Linked DNA regions of Rattus norvegicus: region 1 is linked to region 2. A link is a contact called in public Hi-C data. All regions are on one chromosome and are shown on one strand. Each heading gives the region's core, a stretch centred on a gene start, on an enhancer-like site or on the middle of the called end of the contact. The rest is flanking DNA. Distances are from core to core; before and after follow the strand shown. Region 1 overlaps Btbd9 (BTB domain containing 9). Region 2 overlaps Btbd9 (BTB domain containing 9).

Region 1 (7,014 bases), core at 805-3,304, 170 kb before region 2:
TTGCTTGCACACTAAGACATAGCATGCTGCATCTTCAAGTTCTCGTTCCTATCAAAACCCGGGGAGCATGTCTCGCAAACAAGGGAAATAATCTATGGCGTTTTGTTTTGTTTTCCCGCATTGTAATATAGAATCTATTGTAGTGTGAATAAAGGCAGTCGCGAGAGATTCATTACTGTGTGTGAAGTGCACTGTCTGTGTCTTTGTGCATGTGATGGTTTATTTTACTTACAAAGCAGATATAAAAATTAGAATTGAGGTGATAGAGAAGATATATTGCATAAATAAGCAATTCCAACAAAAGTTTTTGCCATAATAACAAATAAATACCCTGCTCCAGAGGTTGGAGATTAGAATTCTGTTACATTAAATGCTTGGCAATTAATTAGCTATTGTCTGTACCGTTCCCGAGATGACAGTTCCTTAAACACTATTATTAGGAATAGCTGGATTAGTAATAATAACGCTCGAGTGCCATTGGCAACAATGGGAGGATTTTAAAAATAAAGATAAATGCATATGATCACAGTCAGAGTGACTTGTGTGCTGAGTGCAGAGCAGGCGGTCCCTGGGCACTGCGCTTCCGAGGCTGGGAACCTGCAGGGACGAATGGGCAGGGCTTGGCACACTCCTCTGAAGAGCGGGAGACAAGAGTACTTAATTTGTTAATAGTGTTTTCCTCTGCTCTGTTGTCTGTTGCCCAAGTAGTGTTCACCTAGTAAAACTAGAGAGTGCTGACAGAAGGCAGGCTTGGCAGAGGCCGTCACCAAAGACCCCGGAGACGCTGCGTCATTTGTTACTGTGTGTGTCTTTAAAAGTGCTATATGATTTGGTATGGTTAAAAATACGTGAGAATTTAACTTCATTCAGTGTACAGATTTTTGTTTTGTGGAATTTATACCCATGGATCCCATTCGTTTTGTGTGTAATTTTGCAAGAAAAATCACCGTGGAACCTAGAATGGGCCCAGTGTCAACAGCAGACATGGCCAAGGTCAAAGTGACACATGTGTACTTACTATGTAAAGTGAAGCTTGTGAGGAGTGCTGCTGTCGGCTTACTGGTTTGAGAAGAACTATTTTTTCCAATTGGAATGTGTGCATGGCCGCAGTTGACATCAGCTCTCTCTCTGATACCGTCTTTCTGTTACTGTTGCATTTGGGCTGTGAGTGGAAGGGTGCAGGGTTCTTCTTGGCCGAGGCATTTAAAATGGACGGTCCTGTCCAGTTCTTACGAATTGCTGCTGCTTCTGTATTTTTGTTGTTGGTTAGTACTATGGAACAGATCAAGGGAGAACCATACAACTTTGAGAAGTATCTTTGCTTCTAAATAATGAAGCAATTTATTTATGCTCCGTACAGCTCCTTGGTACAGTCTGCTGTTTGGAAGTATTTATAGTGTTCCTCTGCCCATGAATATGGAGTGTGGATGACAGACTGGTTCTGACGTTATGGCTTGTCCTTGATAACCTTGTGCAAGTGTGGAGAAGACTCACTGTGGGAAGACCAAGATGGCTGCAGTCTGGCTATGGGTACCAAAGACTTGTGCTGCAGGCAGCCAGACTCCCACAGGAAGCTAATAGTATAGATGATCAGCCTTCTGGCCCAGGCCATTTGTCAGGAATTACCCGATTTTTGGTCTTGCTAGAGATGCTTGTTAATGGCAAAGTGACGTGATAGTGTTCCTCTCGAGGCAACAGGTTGCAACAGAAGTGCTGAGAGAGACTAAGGGCACCTTCGCCTTAAGCCCATCTGTTCTCACATGCCTCATGCATGCCCTTGCTCCACTCCTCTGCAGAGCTGGCCGTTGCTGCACTGCTGGCTGTGTGCATTTGACTCTAGCTAAGCTTGCTTAATTAGGTCTTGAATTATGTCTTCAGTGCTGCCAGGAACTGAGAGAAGAGCTGGGCCCCAGTTGCTCAGTAGTCTGTGTCCGGGGTCCTCTGCCGTGAGTGGCTCTGATGAGGTGCCAAGGGTTGGCCATCCTCATCAACCATCCTCTCTCCCTGAGTACTGTCTGCAGATTGCTCTCCTTACTTTCCCCTTTCAACTCCCCTCTCTTGTTTTCTCTTTCCACATGCTAAATGAGGGAATTTTACACTGTTGCCAGTGTCCCCTGTGTGGGATCCAGGAAAAGTTAGCTAGTGCCAACAGCACAGCCACGAGGCATCTCCTGAAAGGCCGAGGAGGTGGCCTGGCCGCTAAAGCTATCAGCCAGTCTTTGTGAGGCGCCAGTTTGTTTTGCAGTGCCCATGGTGTTTGGTTATAAATGGCTCAAAACCCCTGCAGTTCTGGCTTTCATGGGCGACTGGACACCCCCCACCCAGCACACATAATTAATAAAAAGAAATAAACTAAGTTAAAGAAACATCCACGGAGTGCGTATTTCCTTGTGTGATGAGTGAAATGTTTCAAGAGGGAATGCAATTTGAAGGAGGGGAAAACTCCTTGAGCCCTGCTTTAGAGAGTATAAACCACAAGTCAATATGAATTTCAGATAATCCGTTATCCAGCCGCGGTGTGTGACAGCGCTTGGAGGTGAGAAAACTCCCTCCTTGTGTACATTTGGAGTGTTTTTATTTGGTGCAGTTGCATATTCATTCCTAACAGACTGCATTCTGAAAGAACTGGACTTTTATAGATTCTATGAATATTCAGTCACCAAAGCCCGGTCTGTCCCTTACCTTCTGCGTCTAGACCCATCTGTCAGCGCTCGCTAGATGGCTCTACTTCTGTTTCACACATTTGCCTTTTGGATAAAGCACTTCCCAGTGTTGACTGGGGGTGGTTGGTAGCTTTGGTCCTCTGAATGGGTCTCTGGAGAGACACAAAGACAGACAGACACAGCCTTCTGTCTGTCAGTGTGCCTTCTGGGCCATCTCACCTGTCTGGGGTTGTGGCATTCACTCTAAGCGGTTAGGACATTGTTTAGGACACTGCCTCAGCAAGGAGACACATGATGGCTGTTGCCACTAAGTCATCAGAGAACTTGGCAAGTGGCAGAAGCTGGAAGCCTTATTCATTTGCATATTAATTGACATGACAATTAGCCGTAAGCCCAAATTTTAAAAGTTGTCCCACGAGTCCCTTCTCCTGGTACTCTCTCATTTCTCTCAAGCCTGTTTTCAGTTACAAAGCAAAAACATGCTTCCTGTATTTTAAAACTTAGACTCTTTGGTAAACTTGGAAATCTTATATCACCTTACTGTTATCTAAGATATTAATTAAAAAGAAAGGATCAAAGCAACAGCAGTTGTGGAGGCTGTCTTTCATCCTACATCCCGGGAGGTCGGTCCGTCGGTGTGAGGTTGCTTGCCTGCCACAAGCATGACAGAGCCCGGTGTAGGTCACTTTCACGTCATGCTGCTTGCTTTGTTGTCATTGTCACACAGGGTGGAGAGGCTCCATTTCTGTGCACTCTGTGTACTGTATCATTCAGAAAATGTCCTTTCAGATCACACTCATGCCCAGCCTCCCCACCTCAAAGGTTTGACTCCCTACCATCTTCTGCCGTCCCGCTTTAAACCTTTAACTAGGAAGAAGCAGGGAACATAATTGAGATGGCTTAAGTGAGGCATTTTTATTCCTGAGCACATCCCATGGGACTGCGCTACTGTTCCTCCTCTCCGGTGTCCTTACTTTCCAGATGTACCTGCAAGGTCAGTGAGGCCCCGTGTGCCAGCCTCACTCTGACACCCATGCCAGCGGCCCTTCTGCACATGCCGAGTGATGTAGACATACAGACAGACAGACACACCGCTCTGGTTCTTGCAGTGTGTAACAGTAAAGGGCTGGACTTGTACAGAAAACCGATGTAAGAAGGTTCTTTGGTTCTCCTGAGTGTTTCCCGGTCCGCCAACTCCACCTCAAGTCCTTCTCCCTGTGAGAATGGGTCTTTGCAATTTTCAGTGGTGAGAGGGGCCAGGGAAGACGACTGACATCTTTGAAGATGTTCTTTGTATATTTGAGGCCAGATGTAGCCCTTATATCGTGAGAGCGTCTCCATGAGATGGGAGCCCATTGTTAACCTGTACATAGATGAAGACACTCTGCTAGTCTCGGAGTGGGGGCTGCATGTGGACCTGAGCTGGTGCAGTCACTGGAGCGCCGTGTGCTTGGTTCCCGTGACAGGAGTGACGGTTTCCAACATGTTCAAAGCTGTATATTCTTTGCATAAGTGAAAGGGGGAAAATCATTAATTTGTATTACTCTCTTGAAAGTAACTAAGCTCATTCTACTCAGTAACTGTTTGATTTATGATTTGAGGCAGTGTTTTCATGCCTTATGGTTTTTTATTGAGTAGAAAACCAGGAATGTTATAACGAACTGGTTCATTTTGGTTCCTGTTGTGAATGGAAGTATGGTCCTTAGACTAGGGAGATCAATGTTTGGGGGGCGGGGTATCAGCCTGAGGGAGCTGCTTCCTGCCATCTCAGGAAAACTATTTGGATCTAGAAAACTGTTCACACATAGAAAAAAGAGTGCCAGATACTTTATGATCCTAGCTTGCTCTTGCAATGCGTCTCATGTTGGAGAACAGACTAGCGTCCCATGATTCCTATGATTTTGTTTAAATTTGAACATTTAGGAATTAGTCATCACCTTCTAGTGCAGATGGCCAGCTTCTGTCCTGGGACTGTAGGGATCCACTCGCTTATCCTGAAGCATTGAAGCCATGTGAGGCTCTGTCTCTGTTTCTGTCTCTGTCTCTGTCCTCCAGAGTTTGTCTTGGAACGAATGGTATTGGAATAAAGAGGTTTAAGTTTGGTGGGGGAAAAATAACAGGGGGAAGATATTGTGCCATTGAAAATGCATGATGAGATAACCACTCGTGTTAAAAAAATGCCAGAGCTCCTGTTACTCCCTTTGTTCAATATGGAAAGACTGGAACATTGGCCTCTTAGACTTGCATTTTGAACACTTGGCCACTCGAGGGCGCTGTGTCACTGCAAACCAAGCGAGAAGTCCTCAAATCTCATTTTTCTTTCTCACCAAAAAGATAAAGGATTTATATTCTTGTAATACCGAATCAGTTCATACTTAACATTCAGCCTTTAGCTGTGGAAACTTGTTTGAATGACAGTAATGGCTTCATTTCAAGTTATTTAAATGTTTAATGCTGTGTAATTTACGCAAATGTGTATAATCCTTTATTTAACTAGATGAAAATAATATACTGTTAACATTGTTTTTTAGCATTAATTAATGTGACTAATTATAGCCAAAACCACTAAACCAGTTTCGTTGCATGATCGGATTGGGTGCGGAAAGGCTTCCTTCAGGCTCAGGCTGGCACGAGTCCGTGCTGTCCTCTCAGCCCTGCCCCCTCCCCTCCCCCTCCACACTCTGTTTTTATTCCTAATTTGCATTCAGTATAACAACGGGCTACACCAGGTTAACTGGAGATCCTTGTCTGCTAACACTCGTTCTTGCAGTGAAGGCGTTTCTTAGCATGGTTCTTCCTAAGAAAGATTACTCTCAGTACTTGAAAAGAGAGAAGGAGCTCTCCACGTTGACAACCCTTAGCCTGCCACCTGCAAGAGGAGTAAGAACTCATTTTCCTCAGGCACGGGCAGAACCTCGGCATCCTGCCTGAGGCCCCTGTGAGCCCAGCCACTGCCACCATTGACTCTCAGTAGCAGCAAAGCAAAGCCCCGCTGTTCTCCAAGCTGTGTCTGCTCTCAGAAATGAGATGAGTCCAAGTCTAAAGCAGGCGACAGGTTTGTGGCAGCTGGCTGGCACCGCTGTGATGTCACATCAAAACTGCCCATTACGGCCCTCTGTAGCATAAGTAATTCTCAGTAAACACTGCCTTTGCAGGTGCTGGGGAAGGAAACTTCCTCACTGTAAGTGTTGGTGAAAAACCTTTTCTCAAAACAGTTGTTAACTCGAAACCAGCTTTCTTACTTTCCTAAACTCTAGAAATTTTAAGGGTTAAAATACACAAAAATCTCCTTATTTTTAGATAAAATTCTGCATTAAAATTGTTTAGGTTTTTTAAAATCCTATAAACAATTCGTTAACTCTCTATCGTAGATTTTTATACCGTATTGTAATTTTTTATGCATTGCAATATTTTGTGAATAATAGTTTAAATGGAAAGTTTGAGAAGGTGATTTTGTAAGGAAAAATGCAGTCTTCCAGCACAATGAGGGTTAGCAGGTTTTTAAATGAATTCATGTTGGGGGTACATTGTAATTTTCCTTGCCGTACTTTAAGTATTAGGAGGTTATGTGTGTGTTGTATGTGTGTCTGTGTGTGTGTGTGTGTGTGCATGTGCCCACACAAGCTCTCTCACAAAACAACCCCCCACATAGGATGATTGTCCAAGATCATAGATAATTGAACCAAAGCATGCTAATTCTCGGATACAAGCTGCAGAGCACTTTGGAAAGAGACTTCTAAAGAGCGATGTGGGCTTTAAACTATTTGTCTTCTCTCCTCGGCTCCTGGAGCTCCTCTCTGCAGTTGATCCTTGCACACACTGTCTGGGTGGGTGTCGGTGTCAGCCCCTTTCCTACTGCAGGAAGCGGAGGGCAGAGCTCCAGTCTCCTGCTCCTCAACTCTCCCCCGCCCACCTTGTGAATACTGAGAGGTCTCTGCTGGGAAGTCTGGCCTGTGCTTCTCTCTCTCTCTCTCTCTCTCCCTCTCTCTCTCTCTCTCTCTCTCTCTCTCTCTCTCTCTCTCTGCCTTACACATTGCCTTGGGCTGTTCTGTGTGTAGGTTTTCGTCTTAATGAGATCTGGCTATTCTTTTTCCATGTCATCATGGCAGAATAAACAGTGGAGGAATTTTACTTCAGTGGGAACTTCGCTCCTGACCGACATGCTTCCATGGTAGTTTTGCCCTCCCTGTGTTTTGGAAAGTTCTCTCTCTTTTTTCCCCCTCTCCCTCACCCCCTCCCCATGAAAGACAGCAAACATGATTGAAAAAGCAAATGGGAAGGGAAGAGATATGTTGCCCGTCATGGCAGCGTGAGGAAGTGTTGATTTGAGTGTCTCAAGTGACTGGGCCGG
Region 2 (7,039 bases), core at 970-3,469:
AGCATGCTTACAGTATGCTAAGTTCTTCGAAGTCAGAGGAGGGGAGGAAGAGGAGGAAACAGAGGGGAGGGAGGCCATCCTGGTTCAGAGTGAGTGGTCGGAGAAGGTTCTCTAAGAAGGGGACATGAGCAGAGATGGAGGATGATAAAGGAAGCACCCTGGAGACCCAGGGAAGTGGCCAAGGACCGGAGGAGGGAGCGAGAACAGAAGGCAAGGCCTGGGAGACTTGGGGGTGACAGCCAAGAGGGGATCTGTTACTGCCTCTGTGCCCTGCACTCAGCACCAGTCCCCGAACCCCCTCCTTCTCACCCCGGGCTTCCATCCCAGGCCTGTCCTGGGAGAGGAGGAAGAGCCGGAGGCTGACAGCACGGCCCCTGAGGTGCCTTCTCTGCCCTGCCTCCTGCTTCAGCTCCCAGGGGTTGCCTGGTAGACCGCCCCCCAAGGCCTTGCTTCCAGTCTTTCTTTTAGGGGAAGAGAAGTCACCTGGAATATGCCCTAAAAGTAGGTAATGGAGCAGTAATTATATCATTTCCATGCCATTTTAAAAACATTAAAATTTGAATAACAGGAAATCTTCAGAGACCTGATCACATACAAGCCCAGGCTAGAGTCATAACAACCAAGCAGATCTGTGGTGCCTTAGTTTATAGTCCTCTTCACCCAGTTTAAGACTGATATCTGGGTGCTTGCCGATCGAGAGACCGTGTAAAGTGTCCTCAGGTCTGGGAGGGAAACCGAGAACATTCTGCACTGAGCTCACTGAACACCCGCCCGCCTGCTTCTCCAGCTAACGGATGACAGGCTCTACTGGAACCCTAAAAGTAAGAGAATCAGCTAAATTAGCTGTTTTACACTAGCTTGGAAAGAACTGTTTTGTAATTGATATGTACATGGAGTAGTGTAAGTAAAATGCCCTTGGTGCTTTAAATAACAAACTTAACTGTAAGTAAATAGGCTGCCTAAGGAGGTCTTGTGTCAATAGATGGAGCTGAATAAGCCCAGGTTAAGGAGTTAATGACACCAGAACACTGAGTCCTCAGTTGGAATATATACGTGTATACATATGTGACACGGTTAAGACTGAAGGCGGTAGCTCAGAGGATACACTTTGTTATTTTAATTTATTTATTTTATGTATGTGAGTGAGCACACTGTAGCTGTCTTCAGTCACACCAGAAGAGGGCATCAGATCTCTTTACAGATGGTTGTGAGCCACCATGTGGTTGCTGGGAATTGAACTCAGGACCTCTGGAAGAGCAGCCCATGCTCCTAACCACTGAGCCATCTCTCCAGCCCTAGAGGGTATTCTTGGTGGGTTGTCATCACCTCTTCAGTCTGTGATGAAGCTCTCTTTATTTTTCAGTGGGGGAAAAACCCCACGCACAGGTCTGCCCCCTGTACGAGATAATCTAGCACAGGACGACTGAAGCGCGGTTTGTGCCCGCAGTGATTGCACACGGGTGAAAACAGTAGCGAAGGAAAAAGGAAGCGTGGAAAGAAAGGCTCGCTCGTGTGGCTGTGGCCTCCTTGGATCCTGTTTTCCTTTCCCTCAACAGTTGGATCCATACTGGTTCACTGCCCTTCCATTGTTGGACAGTTCTGCCCCCCAGAGGCCACCTCTTCAGGCGGTGGGCCCCGAGACCCCCTTTGATATTTTCCTCCTTTTTGCCACTCACCACCCTGGCAGAGCATTCTTCATCCTCTGTGTCCTAAGGGAGCGGCACAGAAGAGAAAAGGAGGAGTCAGAGGCCATTACACTTTATCTCTTATTAATGCCTCTAAATGCAGGTTTTATTCGATAAGGGCGGGTAGAGAAATTGACGTTTGGCTCAAATAACAGTCTATAATTATTTAAATATTTTCTATGTATGGAGGTATGAAAATAGAGGATCACAGAAAATCTCAAATTGAAAATGGGATTTTTTAATATACGTTTTCTTCAGTGCTGTGACAGACTTGGTCTCTAGCTCTGGGTACAGCACTGGGTGTGCTCCATGACTCGTTGACGGCACTGACAACGCTCTTGTGTTACTGCAACTAAAGGGAGTTCTGTCTGTCACCTAAATGTGACATCATATTTGTTCAGTGTGGTTGACCTAAGTGTATGTGAGGAAACTGCGAAAGGCCTGGCCCTGCAGATGACCGAGAAGATGCTCGGGAGGAGGGCGCAGGCATCAGCACCCGCATCAGCACCGGGAAGGCCGCCTGCCGCCTCATCTAGTTCTGTTTCCATTTCATCCTGTCTGAGCGCCGCTGGGGCAGCAGCACATCCATTTACATTAAGACAGCCTTCTTTGCAACCTCAAGAGCTAGAAATTTCCTTTTTATAGTCTGAAGAATACAGCTAGCATCCAGATATATGACTCCTCGGCTTCAGATTAAGATTGCCTATAATTCTAGTTGAAATTGGAAAGATATTTTACAAAATTTGCTTCCTATCAGTCAGGCTGAGCATCGTCTGTCATAGCCCCGAACTGAGAAATTCTTCCTTGTCTTGCTGGTCTGTGATTTATTGACTAAGTGTTGTTTCTCCCCGAGCCCATCTGCATCACGCTGACGTCGCCTCATCACCCACAGACCTCAGCACTGTGAGTTCCAGAAAAATCCTAGAGTAAGAATTAGATCTGGGGTTCCAACAGATGCTGGAGCGTGAACCGTGTGAACATGCAAAGGCCAGAAACCCTGGAGCCTGGCAGCACAGAGCGTGGGGGCACAGTAAATAGACACTAGCGTCTTCCAGGGTAGAGAAATTTCTAGAGCAAAGTGAATTACTATGGCAACTAAGTTGCATGTGAAAAACAGAAGAGGGGTGCAACTCAGACGTTCTCTGGTGGAAACGCAAGAAAGGTTAAATGCCAAAAAAAAAAAAAGTGTTTATGTGTGTGATTTACCTCACATGTCAGCCATTTATCTCTCTTGAGTCACAGGGGAACTTGACAGCTAGTCATCACATACACAGCTAGATAATGTGAAGAATCTTTTACTTGTCAAAGATTAGCCCATCAAGAAGACATTTTTATAGACAATTTAACCACCTTTGACGCCCCCTCCCAAATTTCATGCACAAACACATGCTTTGTTAATTATCTGGAGTTGTTGGTTAACTCCTCTAAAGTGCCCATTCGGTCTTAGTTTGCTCTCAAAGATTAAATGAGTACCGTGCATTAGCTCTGGATTCTGGGGACCCCACCATGTCCTGGTCTGCTTGCTGCCCACTGCTCCCCCAGTGTAGGCCTCACAGTGTCCTAGAAATGTGGCAGGGCTGATGGAAGAACTTTCAGGAAACGGACGGACATCTCTGCAGATTCAGTTGATGGGATTGCTTCAGTGCAGCTTTTGAGTCTTGAGTGACTTCAGCTGCTCTGAAAGTCACAAAAAGTCACAGCTACTTCACCTCAGCCCTAAAAGCCCAGATCAGTTCGTCTGCCTTTGGAAGCCTTCACGTTTCTCAGGTACCTTTAGTCAAAACCACTTTTCCCTCTGGCAGCTCAAGTGTTCCATGTTTTTAATGTTTCGGTGTCTTAGCAGCTCTCAGCATCACATTGTGCTTTCCCAGGCCTCCCCTGCCTTGCTGTCTTGTATGTGTTAGGCTTAGCCCCTTGTAAAAGCATAGCCACAGAGGTACTTGCTAAAAGTGTTCTCATAACTAGGTAAGAAATGAACTCCTCAGACCAAGAAGGCCTTGTGCCTGTTCCTCTTGCCTGACCCTCTGCCGCCTGCACTCCACACCATAGAAGTGGCGAGAGGGCTGCCTGTGCCTAGCAGCCTTTCATCTCCCCCCTCCAGGACACTTGGGGCTTCACTCCTGCTGAGGAGTCTTTCTGCTATGCTGCCTCTTTCCTGATGGATCGGGTTCAGCATGAGAGGGATCAGTTACTAGATAAATGCAAACTGTGTGCTTGCGTCTCCCAGGGCCTTCTTTCCTAGCTTGCCCTTGAGTCCTCATGGGAGGGATTGTCTTTCTCCCTTCTGAACCTGCGTCCCTCAGCGATGACATTGGTGGTCTTGCACTGTGACTCCTGTGATCCAGCACCCCTCAGGATGGCCTGTTTCCTCAGTTTATTGTTCAGGAATGGCCATTTCTCCTGCTTGCCATGCCTCCCAGTAGCTCTTTTTATGTTTAATATGTGGGTGTTTTGCCTGCATACATGTCTGTATACCACATGTGTGCCCGGTACCCGTGCAGCCCAGAAGAAGGTGTGGGATCTCCTGGAACTGGAGTTACAGCTGCTGTGAGCCACAATGTGGGTGTTGGGAATAGAACCCAGATCCTCAGGGAGAGTGCCAATGCTCTTAACTGCTGAGCCTGTCCCCCCTCCTCTCCCTCCAAGAGTTCTTGGTGCAAGCCATGCTCACTGTCATTGGGAGGTGTTTATGTTAATTGCTAACACACTCACTTACTCCACGAAGCTTCTATTTGAGTTTTGTTTGGCTGAAAATAACAGAGAAAGATGTAAATTTTCTTTCAATTTACTTTTGTTTGGTTTTGATTCTGTTTGCATCCTTTATTTAATAAGCAGGGGTAAGAGCCTACAATTCAATGAACGAAGCAACATTTTTTTTTTCTTTTCCACTTGTATTTTTGCCCCAAAGAAACAAGGCAATTGTTTCAGCTATAATTACAAGAAAGGAAAAGGGCAAAGACATAAAAATATCTGGAGCCTCCCACACAAGCTTCCCCTTCTCCTATGGAAGAGCCTTAGACCTGCTCAGAGCCCTTATGGCCCCTGCCTGGGACACCTGCACAAGGCTTAACCCTAGCTTTGCTGGCTAAGGAACTAAGAGCCATGGTTATGGGACGGCTCATCCAGCCATGCCTTGTGCTGGCCCCAGCATGCTTTGGGGTGTCTACAAACCCCGTGTTCCATGTGGTCTGTTGCTTTCTAGTGTTTAAAAGGAGCTTTGAGACGTAGTCTGCCCATTTAAAATATATAAAAACAGCGAGGGGCTCTTCCTTTGAAGCCAAGGATTGAGCCCAGGACCTTCAGTGAGCTTCCTGCCACTGAGCTGTGCACCAGCCTTCCATTTGGTTTTATTTATTCTCTTCTCAGTGTATAGTCCAGGCTGGCCCCCAGCTCTCCATCTTGTTGCCTCTGCCTCCAAAGCGCTAGGATTACAGGCACAGGACACCATGCCCAGCAACATTCATTTTTAAAAGCTGTCCTTTGAGGCCACCACTTCTGGCTGTGTCTAAAGCAGCAGCACTACAATAATTGTGTTTTATATTAGTCTCAGTTTCAAAACTGTTGTATAAATTTAAAAAGCTGTCTGCTTCCTGCACTGTTCTGATCCAGAATGAGAGGCATTGCTGATTGTATGTGTTTGATTTCTTATTCATGAAATTTACTTCTTAAGAACAACTGTGTTTCTGTTTCAAATATTTAATCAGGTTTTCTGTAACTGGGCCCTGTGTTTTGCCAGCACAGTGATAAATCATGCACATCATAAAGTTCAGGAGGCAGGCAGGATCCCAGAGAACTTTGGCTGATCAGAGGAGAGCGGGGCTGAGGGCATGGCTCGGTGGTGGAGTGTCCGTCCATCATGCACAGGCTCCAGGTTCAAACCCAGAACCAGACAGAAAAAAGTAGTAAATAAAAATCACTGTCGGTGTTTAAGCCTGGGGTTTATAGAAACAGGCCCGTCCCAGTATAACAGTACACACCTACAACCCCAGCACTGAGCGGGCTGGGGCAGGAGGATCGCTGGGAGGTGGAAGAAGCCTGAGCTACATAGTGAGTTCCAGGCTAGTCAAGGTCACGTCTGTCTGAGACGTAAGTCGTGTCCACTTACCCTGGAATCAAACAGTAAATAGGAGACTTTCAAAGGTCTGGACACTGACTGTCCCACCCCCACTAGTCTGCTTCTCTAACTCCGTGGATAGATCCAGTGTTGCATAAGGTTCCAGTGACTTTTCTGACTTCGGGGATTCGAAAATAAGCTGTACAGCCATGGGAAACACTAGAGCTGCAGCGTTCAGATCCCTCTGCTTTTCCTCCTGAATCGTGTTCGTGCTGATCCCACAACCATCCGCAGTGAAGGACGGCTGTGGTCAGGCCCCTCGGCTCATGTCCAAGGATGAGGCTGGTCAGACTAGGCGTCTGGAGGGCTCAGGGAGGCTGCGGCTGAGTAGAACCACTTCTGGGACTCTGAGTTTCCACCTACGTACAACGGCTCTGCTTTCCCTCTTCTGCTGCCTTCTGCCTCTTTCTCCCTGCCCTCACCACTAAGCGGTGACGGCAGACCCATGTTACCACACAGGTAACAAAGTATGTTTAAGGTCAGACTTGGCTCAGGAACTGCTAGCCATGAGGCAGCATTCTCTCATAGCTCTGCAGTACGAGACTGTGTACTGGGCTAAGAATTAGTAATCCATGTGAGGTTTGAAGGATAACGCACGCCCCTCCCAGGAACAGAGACCGAGCTGTGTTCTATGGCTTTTGCTTGAAGGTTTTCAGACAAATGTTCTACAGTAAACAGTATTTCTCTGCTTCTCACTTTCTGGAATTTTCCTTGGCACATACTTAGCTCAGGGCCTTTGTATTAGTTACTTTCACGTCACTGTGGCCTGGGCCAAGGTGACTTAAACAAGGCAGAGCTCCAGGACTGGAGAGATGGCCCAGCGGTTAAGAGCACTGACTGCTCTTCCAGAGGTCCTGAGTTCCCAGCAACCACATGGTGGCTCACAGCCATCTGTAACGGGATCTGATGCCCTCTTCTCAGGTATAAATAAATCTGAAGAAATTAATAATAATAATATAATAAAGTTTAAAAACAAAACAAAAGGCAGAGTTTCTTTAACTTTCCGATCCAGAGGATCAAGTCAGTTATGTCAGAGAGTGTGGCAGAAATAGTCACATCAAAAATGAAGCAGAAGAGGGTTGGGGATTTAGCTCAGTGGTAGAGCAATTGCCTAGCAAGCGCAAGGTCCTGGGTTCGGTCCCCAGCTCCGAAAAAAAAAAGAAAAGAAAAAAAAAGAGAAAAAAATGAAGCAGACGTTTGGCAAGGTTCTAATACTTTCAAAGTATTGGTTCTAATACTC

The links. A called contact is a pair of places that touch in the nucleus more often than the background predicts.
Region 1: a contact with region 2 is called in a Hi-C map of frontal cortex, with 2.8 times the contacts expected there. The contact joins two enhancer-like sites. A contact is called at or near these places in 9 of 12 Hi-C or Micro-C datasets (the A7r5 cell line, the Rat2 cell line, Schwann cells and 5 more).

What each region holds. Positions count from the first base shown.
Region 1 is chr20:8,528,906-8,535,919 of GRCr8, reverse strand. The region is part of intron 6 of Btbd9 (BTB domain containing 9); the gene reads left to right. Among named protein-coding and RNA genes, the nearest start is that of Btbd9, 110 kb to the left of the region's middle. Within about 2 kb of position 2,054, at least 4 of the 93 cell types and tissues checked have an H3K27ac peak or open chromatin away from gene starts, as enhancers often do.
Region 2 is chr20:8,362,416-8,369,454 of GRCr8, reverse strand. All of the region lies in intron 8 of Btbd9 (BTB domain containing 9), which reads left to right. Among named protein-coding and RNA genes, the nearest start is that of Btbd9, 280 kb to the left of the region's middle. Within about 2 kb of position 2,219, at least 1 of the 93 cell types and tissues checked has an H3K27ac peak or open chromatin away from gene starts, as enhancers often do.